2 separate regions of the Mus musculus genome follow, and region 1 is linked to region 2. A link is a contact called in public HiChIP or PLAC-seq data. All regions are on one chromosome and are shown on one strand. Each heading gives the region's core, a stretch centred on a gene start, on an enhancer-like site or on the middle of the called end of the contact. The rest is flanking DNA. Distances are from core to core; before and after follow the strand shown. Region 1 overlaps Nf1 (neurofibromin 1). Region 2 has its middle 3.0 kb from the start of Gm30413.

Region 1 (4,460 bases), core at 974-3,473, 340 kb after region 2:
AGTCTACACTGGATTTTTAAAATATCTACATAGTTTTCCCTATATATTTGTAATTTCACGTTGGTCTTACCTTCTTTTGAATGTCACACTGTTTTTTTCCCCTCTGTTGTTTCTCTTGTGAGTGATATAGACTACATCATGCAGGCTGAATTTGTCCAAAGTGCTTAAATCCAAATATTTGCAGGTTTAGATTTCCTTCAGATTTTGCAATATTCACATTTACATACACATAAAATGAGATTTTAGGTGGATAGTGAATGCTAAACACAAAATTCGTCTGTTTCATATGTACCTTATACATATAACTGAAGGCAAAGTTGCACTTTAGTGTATCTATGGTTTGAGCATTGGGTTTGAATTGTCCACCCTGGCATCTGATGGCATTCAGAAAGTGTTTTTCAGAATAGGAATAGCCAACCTGTGTATTTTCTTTTTCTTTTTTCAACTTTTTGTTTGTTTATTTGGTTGGTTGGTTGGTTGGTTGGTGTTTTTGAGACAAGGTTTCTCTGTATAACCCTGACTGTCCTGGAACTCACTCTGTAGACTACGCTGGCCTCGAACTCAGAAATCTGCCTGCCTCTGCCTCCCAAGTGCTGGGATTAAAGGCATTCGCCACCACTGCCCAGCTTTTTTCAACTTTTTAATTGACTGTGAGTTTCAAATCATGTACCCCACAGTCCCATCTCCTCATGCCCTTGTATTTGCCCTCCACGCTTGCAAACCTCACTCCCAAAGATAATAAAAAACAAACAATAAATGAAGTAAACAAAACAAAGCATAGAAAACATCTCATCATGGAAGCTGTAGTATGTCACAGTGTGTCCCACAGTATATCCCTGTGCTTCACACATCTTCACTTGCAAATGTTCATTGCAATGAGTCATTGGTCTCTTTCTGAGGTCCCTGGCTTCTGTCACACCATCAGTATTGGATTCTCATTGGGACTCCTCCCAGACATCCCATTGTTGCCCTCTGTCATGGAGTTCCTTCAGGTCTGGACCAACAAGATTGTCCCTTTCATGAGCTCCCCCAGTTCACAGATAATAAAGATTTAGGGATGGGCCAACTCAAAGCCCTGGATCTGAGCCTAGATGATAGCTAAGCTCATCAGCATGCCAGGTCTTTTTTATCCACACCACCAGGGGCAAGCTCTCTAGCACTGCTGCAGCTAGCCCACTTAATGCTGCCGTCGTCAAGAGGCAGCGTCAGTTCTCCTGCTCGCAAGCCCTCAGAGAGGCTTATCCGTACTCACACCTCCAGAGTCAGCCCAGCTGAGGCATGGGTCCCACTCTCTCAAGTGCTGCAGATAGCAAAGGGTCAGGCCAGTTCTCACCCTCTCAGGGCGGGCCCACCTGCCTTCTCTGTGAGGGCCAGCTCTACTATATTGAGCAGGCAAGGTGCAGGGCCTGCTCTCCCAAGTGCTGCAGCTGGTGGTGGTGCCAGTTCACTCTCTGTCATGACCAGCTCTCCCAGCTGCCTCAAGTGGTGGGGGGGGGTGTCTTTTATCATTTATTCTTTTTAATCTTAAACTGTTTGTTTCATTTTAAAAATAATTTAACTTGTCATTTTATTTTTTGACAAGATTAAAAGTTTTTACATGAAGATACTTATCATAACTCAGAGATAATGGAGCATAAGGAACAGTGGGCCTGAGTTAGTCAAGCACAGCACTCTTCCGAGCTTCCTTCTGTGCCTACTTGTGCTCTTTCAGTTGTGAGCCAAGTGTGCCTGGGGAAGCGGGGGAAACTGCGGGTGAATGTGTAAGGACCAAATCAAGTCCTGAGGAATGAATGGTGTTTGAATGCCTCAGGTCCATGGCAGTGGCAAAGCTTCTCTCACACACCCCCATACACCCATGGTGGGCTGGGAAGGACTGCAGAGCCGTCCTCTCGTCCCTAGGATGTTGGCAGGGTGTACAAATATGAGTGTTTACCAACAGTTGACCAGTGTGTGCCAAAGTTGGCAATTGCAGCTCTCTTTCCCCCTGGTCGGTAAAGCTGGAGACTGCTCACTTACAGAAGTCTCCTGTCAAGACTAGGTGGCCTCGCTGTACCTAATACATTTCCTGAGGGTTAGGCTTGCTGCAGTTGTTGGTGCAGCACCATCAGAGTGCACACAGCCCACCTCCCCCCAGCTTGTCTGCTTGTGCATTTGTGTCAGCCCTTTCTTGATTCCTTCACTGCTCCAGTCAGATTTCCAGGACCCAAGCCAAGTGGACGTGGTGTATGACCTAATGTGGTTTAATCAAAACATGGAACATTAGCTTATACAGCTGAACAGCCTGGATAAATCTAACCATGGGGGAGAATTTTATCTATGACTCAGATTATAGCCAAACTCCAGACTGTCTTTTCACTTCTCAGCTCCTTCTCTTTGGGTTTTGAGGAAGACTTTTCCTTCCTATCCCAAGATAAAATTTATAATCCCTCGGCTGAGCAGTAATGATGCAGCCCTTTAATCCCAGCACTCGGGAGGCAGAGGGAGGTGGATCTCTGTGAGTTTACAAAGTGAATTCCTGCATAGTCATAGCTACAAAGAGAAACCCTGTCTTTGAAACATAATAAACAAGCAAACAAATCCCAGGGCTGTGTATTTTCTTAATTACAAACATGGAGAAAAGCTCTCAAACCCCCACAATTCGAACTATGATTTAGCCTGGGATTTAAGCCTCTGGCTTCATTGTCCTGACTTGAGTCTTTGTGTTCATTGCTGAGCCACCTTCTGTTCAAGGTCAGCTCCATGGATTGGCCTCAGCTTCTGAGCATCTTTTCCAGCCACTGGCCTCTCTGAGGAGTACCCAGTGTCTTTCACTGTCTTCTTTCTTGATAGGCAGATTTGTTGCTATTGCCATAATTTTTAAGGAGTTTGTTTCTTCTCTCTTTATCCTTATTGCTTAAAGCCTGGAAAATATAAAACAAAAAAATCCATACTTTGAAGACTTGTTTTATATCATTGTTCTCTTTAGAAAATTAATCAGAACCAGAGAGATAGCTCAGCATTAAAGGCTAAGCTCAGAACTAGAAATATGAAAAGATTAACGATAAAATTTTTCAAAGGGGTCAGTGAGATGGCCCAACAGGTGACGATGCTGTCATTATAAGCCTGACAACCTAAATCCAGTCTGCACAGCATACCTGGTAGGGAGCGAGGGGAGCTGACTCTTGCCCCCATGGGTGTGCTGTGTTGTCTTCTGGCTTCCACACGCATGCACACGCTCACACCGACATGCACACACAATTAGTAAAGGTAAACAAAAATACTTATATTCTGTACATTCAGAACATTTTAACAATCTATCCTTTTTTTGTTGCCTTCCTTAGGTTCAAAACTGGCCAGATCAATGGTGATCTGCTGATATACCATGTCTTGCTGACTTTAAAGCCATATTATGCAAAGCCATATGAAATTGTAGTGGACCTTACCCATACTGGGCCTAGCAATCGCTTTAAAACAGACTTCCTCTCTAAGTGGTTTGTTGTCTTTCCTGGCTTTGCCTATGACAACGTCTCTGCAGTCTATATCTATAACTGTAACTCCTGGGTCAGGGAGTATACCAAATACCATGAGCGGCTGCTGACTGGCCTCAAGGGCAGCAAAAGGCTCATTTTCATCGACTGTCCTGGGAAGCTGGCTGAACATATAGAGCATGAGCAACAGAAACTCCCTGCTGCTACCTTGGCTTTGGAAGAAGATCTAAAGGTTTTCCACAATGCTCTCAAGTTAGCTCACAAGGACACCAAAGTTTCTATTAAGGTAACCTCTGGTCTGTTTTAAATATTTGTTGCCTTTCCTGACTAACCAGGTTATATTGTGATCTCTACAAATGTTCTCATAGTTGCATATCTAATATTAGTTCCATCCAGATGTGGGAAGACCAAGACTTCTATCTTTATTGTGGTTCTACAGAAAATTGCACACTTACAAGACACTCTCATAAAGCCTGAGTGGTGGCACAGTGGTTAAGAGCACTGGCTGCTCTTCTAGAGATCCAGGATTCAGTCCCCAGAGCCCGCATGGTGGGTCATAACTGTCTGTAACTCCAGTTCCAAGGGATCTTCTGGCTCCCGAGGACACCAGGCACACATGTGAAGCAGAGATATATATGCAGGCAAACACTCATACACACAAAATAGATTAATTTTTAAGGTACTTAGTTTGGGTAAGGGGCAAAAAAAAAAAAAAAAAAAATGCTATAGACTGAACTCTGCCCAGTGGTTGGCTGTGTGGAATGGAAAGGACCTGGCGACATAGTTCTGTTGATTGCATCATGGTTTTTCAGAGTGGTGAGTTTTACCCCCTTCAGTATTTATAAAATTCTTGGCCTTTTTTAAAAGAAAAATGATTTTTTTCTGTTGGATCCAGTTTCTTTTGAGAGTATTTATAAGTAAGTGTTAAAGTAAACTAAATAATCTCATAGCTAACATGGCGTGGGGGGGGAATGAGTTGGGTTTTGGAGCTTC
Region 2 (4,652 bases), core at 2,060-4,559:
TCACTTTCTGAGACACAGAATCTGCCAGAATGGTTTGAAAAACTGAACCTCTGTCAAGATGGCCCAGCATGGTGAGACTTGAACACACTGGCATTTCCTTGGCAAGGCGGAATGGGCCAGCAGAGTCACCCCACCCCAGCACCCTTCCCTGCTTTCAATTTCTGTCACAATGTTGTGCCAGCTCCCCAAGAGCGGCTGGCAGCTGCGAGGTTGGCTGCTGGCCGACACCAAATTCCAAAACAGAAGCAGGCCCACCCTGTCCCAGTGGCAGCCATTCACTCCTCCCATCCCTGTCTTTCCATGACCCTCGCCTCTCTTTGTGTCCTGGTTCTAGAAACAGTTCCCTCTCCCTGGAGAAAATTCCCAAAACCCCTTACCCAGTCACTGCCTAACTCACACTGCTTGGGTCCCCCAGGTGCTGAGTGTCCCTCTAGCCATGTGCCCATTTCCCAGCTTCACCTGACAGGGAAATGGGCACTTCAAATGGATGAGGATAGCCCCAATGGAGGAAACAAAACTGGAGGGCTAGCCTGATGCTCTAGCTCTGCTGTCGGATCTCAGGAAACAGTCCAAGTTCTCAGTCCACAAGACATGGACCTGACTACATTACTCAACTGGAAGTAGCCCAAGAAACCTGCCTCAAGGGCTGACGTCCCAGAAGCCAGCGTCCCCAGCAGGACCCTCCTCTTGCCTTCCTCTGTGACTCCTCACATCCCCCAAACTCCCTACCACAGCTCAGAGGAGGCGGGTCCAGTCAAATGGTCAAATGAGAACTTGCTCTGTCATCCACTGTCCTTTGAGCTTAATGTCCTGTATCTCACTTTAACTTAGCTATGATATTTTGAAGTCACCTATGGTCTTAGCCAGGTTTTCCATGGCCATGAAGAGACACCATGACCATAGCAACTCCTGTAAAGGCAAACATTTCATTGGGGCTGGCTTACAGGTTCGGAGGTTCAGTCCATTATCATGAACGTAGGAGCATGGCATCATCCAGGCAGGCATGACGCAGGGGCTGAGAATTCTACATCTTGTTCCAAAGGCAAACAGAAGACTGGCTTCCAGGCAGCTAGGAGGAGAGAGGGTCTCAATGTCCACCCTCAAAGTGACACATTTCCTCAACAAGGCCACACCTCCTCCAACAAGGCCATACCTCCTAATAGTGCCATTCCCTGGGCCAAGCATATTCAAATCACACCTATCCTACACACGTGGAAATTGAAGTGACTGACCCTGGGCCACACAGATGTCAGAGGTAAGACTTGAACCCAGACAATTCTAATTTCAGAGCCAGTGGTCTTTGATCTATGTCCCAGCCCAGGATAAGACATTAGAGGCAATGACTACAACTGTATTCTGAATCTGGGTGAACTTTATACATAGGGGAAGTCATATACATCAAAGCCTGCCACTGTCACCTGAACGGTAAGATATTCTGGAGCTTTCAGTATACAGAGAGAAGAAAGTCATACCCATGTGAATGAAGGCAATTTGAGAGTTGCTTAGGCATGGGTCTGAAGGCCAGCTCTATGGTTATCTGGCTGGTAGGCTAAAAGTGTGTGTGTGTGTGTGTGTGTGTGTGTGTGTGTGTGTGTGTGTGTGTGTGTTTCAAGTGTAGCCAAGTGGAAATTCAAAACTACAAAATATTCTGCAGTGTTTCAGCTTAGGAAGTCAAAATCCACGGGGCACTTTGAACCAGAGAACAATGGGGAATATTGCTAAGCTGCTCTGGGAGCATTAAAAGTAAACTACCAAGGACTGAGCATGGTGGCACACTCCTTTAGTCCCAGAACTCTGGAGACAGAGGCAGGCAGAGCTCTATGGGTTCGAGGACAGCCTGGTCTACATAGCAAGTTCCTAGACAGCCAGAGACACATAGAGAGACCCTGTCTCAAAAAAACAAAGTTAAATAAATAAACAGTCAGGACTAGATATGGTAGTGCTTGCCTTTAATCCTGGCTGGGAAGGAATTCTCCATGTAGAGCAGGTTTCCCTTGAACTTACAGAGGTCTACCTGCCCCTGCCTTTATGGTGTGGAGATCAAAGCTGCCCATTCCCACCCGTTTCTGTGAATGGAAATATCTCTCATGAGTGAAGATATCTAAGGACTGGAGAGATGGCTCCATGGTTAAGAGCACTGACTGCTCTTTTAGAGGACCCAGGTTTGATTTCCAGCACCCACATGGTTCTCACAACCATTTGTAGCTCCAGGTCTAGGGGACCCAATGCCCTCTTCTGGCCTCTGAGAGCACTAGACCCACACAAGGTACACAGATTAAAGATAAAGAGTAGCAAGATGGCTTAGTGGATGAAAATGCTTGCTGCCAAGCCTGGAGACATGAGTTCAATTTCCAGGACCTCTTAGAGTAAAAGAAGAGAACCAACCCCCCCAACTTGCTCCTCCCCACCCCGACCTCCACATGTGGGTCATGCCATGTATGTGTGTATGCAGAAATAAATAAATTGTGATTTTTTAAAAAATGTTTAAATGAATCCATTATTTATAAAAAGAGAAAGATGAGGGACAAGGGTGTGCCTCAATTGGCAGAGCCCTTCCCTAAATGCATCAAGTCCCAGGTTTGGTTTTTAGTGCCATATAAACCATGAGTGGTGGCACTTGCCTGTAATCCCAACACTTAAGTAGAGGCAGGAGGTTCAGAAGTTCAAGGCCATGCTTTGCTATGCAGTGAGTTACAGGACAAGCTACAATATGTAAAACAGAAAAAGAAAAAAAAAAGGTGAATATAGCCCATGCCTTTAATTCCAGCACTCGGGAGGCAGAGTCAAGTCAATCTCTGAATTTGAGGCTAGCCTGGTCTACAGAGTGAGTTCCAGGACAGCCAGGGCTACACAGAGAAACCCTGTCTCAGAAAAATAAAACCTAAAGAAAAGAAAAACGTGAAGATAAATTGAAGATGTTAAGGGGAGGCAGGGGGCACAGAACTCACTGTCCAAAGCCCTATGTTATATGATGTGCCAAAAGGAGTCTGAGGAGAAACTCTCCTTTACAAAAACAGGCATCTTCAGATCAGAAGAAAGTGACCAATAGCTCTGTGGGATTAAACTCTCCAAGTGGATGTTACTGTTTGAAGAGTGTGGCAGAACTCTGCCCAATGGAGTTTAACACAGGCAACAGTGGCAGCTGAAAGGACAGGAGGGTGGCAAATGGGGGCTGTGGTAAACAGCAGAGACTAGCATGTGAAATGATGCAGCATTAACTCCAAGTAGACCTTGAAACCACAAAACCACTAGAGAAACCACTAGGAAATGCCCAGAAACAATACATACAGTAAGGCCCAGTGTGGTTTTGCATGCCTCTAATCCCAGAACTCTGGAGGGAGATGATCAGGAGTTTCAAGGCTAGCCTGAGCTGCACAGCAAAAACCCTGTTTAAAAGAAGAAAAGGGAAAATCAAACAAGGAATCTTCTCTTTTAAGTGTGTGTGTGTGTGTGTGTGTGTGTGTGTGTGTGCGTGTGTTTATGTGTTTATGTGTTTATGTGTTCAGGAGCTCACAAATGCCAGAGGAGGGTGTCAGGTCCCCTGGAGCTGGAGTTAGGGCTGATTTTGAGCTGCCATGTGCATGCTGGGAGTGAAACCAGGGTCTTTTGTAAAGACAGAAAACATTCTTAACCTCTGAGTCATCTCTCCAGGCAAAGAGGAGGGATTCTAAAAAAAGTTTTCAAGCACATTTGGAAATGGCGAAGCTGTACTGACCTGTATGTGGGCTCCAATCGTCATGTTCAGAGCTGTCCTGAGATGGTGAGGGGATGGAGAGGAAGTAGCTGCCTGGGAAGTGGGGGGGGGGGGGATGTTTCTTACTTAGCCCTAGAGGACTAGCTAATGTTGTCAGTTCACAATGAAGGCATAGCCTTCACTCATATGACCTCTGGGACTAACCCTGACCCTTCCTGCCCAGATCTAAGAGTTCAGAAGGCCTCTTGTCCCACGCCCGAGCCTTCTGCCTTCCTTGCTTGCCATCTCTTCATTCGTACTTAACCACATGCCTAGGAAGCACAGAGCAGCTGCGGCCCTCTGATGGGTTTGTCTGGGCTGCCCAGTTGCATCCACTCCCCCACTCCCTGGGTTCATGTCAGCCCTACACACAAGCCAATGTCTGCCCTGACTGTGGTCCTAGATCTTCAGACACAGGCAAAGCGGTGAGAGAGAAGGCAGCGAGAGCAAGGGAGTTGTGGGCCCTTCTGATGTTGCCACTGCCCTGGGCTCCTGAGGTCCTGACACCCAGCACAGAGCTGCATGGTTCTCCTTAGCCACGAGGAGGAGATTACTGACTCATGCGTTCATGCATGCATGCCCTCATTTATTCGATACCATGAACTCTCTGCCAGATTCTGGAAATACAGAAATGGGAAATGGGGAGGGGCCATAAAGGATTGGGAGAAGGAAAGGGAGGGAAGGCTTTGGTTTGGATGTATTGTATGAGAGAAGAAAAAAAGAAGTGGAAACCAGGATTCTACTCACATCCAACCTCCCGGTAGACTAGAGGGCAGACACATTCTGTGTCTGTGAGTAGGTGTATGGTAGTGGTGAGTTCATCACTATTCATCAAGTGTACCAAGATGACAGACACGGCGGGAGGCTCCCAGGGGAGGGGCAGCATCTGTGATGAACCCTCGAGTGAGTAGAAGCTAGC

What was found. HiChIP or PLAC-seq counts read pairs in DNA pulled down with a chosen protein or histone mark.
Region 1: a contact with region 2 is called in a FOXA1 HiChIP or PLAC-seq map of pancreatic cancer cells. The contact joins two enhancer-like sites. A contact is called at or near these places in 1 of 115 datasets of contacts at active chromatin or transcription factors (pancreatic cancer cells) and 2 of 9 other capture datasets (adipose tissue and pancreatic islet).

Annotation. Positions count from the first base shown.
Region 1 is chr11:79,532,283-79,536,742 of GRCm38.p6, forward strand. Nf1 (neurofibromin 1) reads left to right here. Exons shown (of 58, transcript NM_010897.2): 37 at 3,321-3,753. Among named protein-coding and RNA genes, the nearest start is that of Evi2a, 3.9 kb to the left of the region's middle. Within about 2 kb of position 2,224, at least 84 of the 459 cell types and tissues checked have an H3K27ac peak or open chromatin away from gene starts, as enhancers often do. A contact at or near this core is called in pancreatic cancer cells, where this site is marked.
Region 2 is chr11:79,193,067-79,197,718 of GRCm38.p6, forward strand. No RefSeq gene overlaps it. Among named protein-coding and RNA genes, the nearest start is that of Gm30413, 3.0 kb to the left of the region's middle. Within about 2 kb of position 3,310, at least 71 of the 459 cell types and tissues checked have an H3K27ac peak or open chromatin away from gene starts, as enhancers often do. A contact at or near this core is called in pancreatic cancer cells, where this site is marked.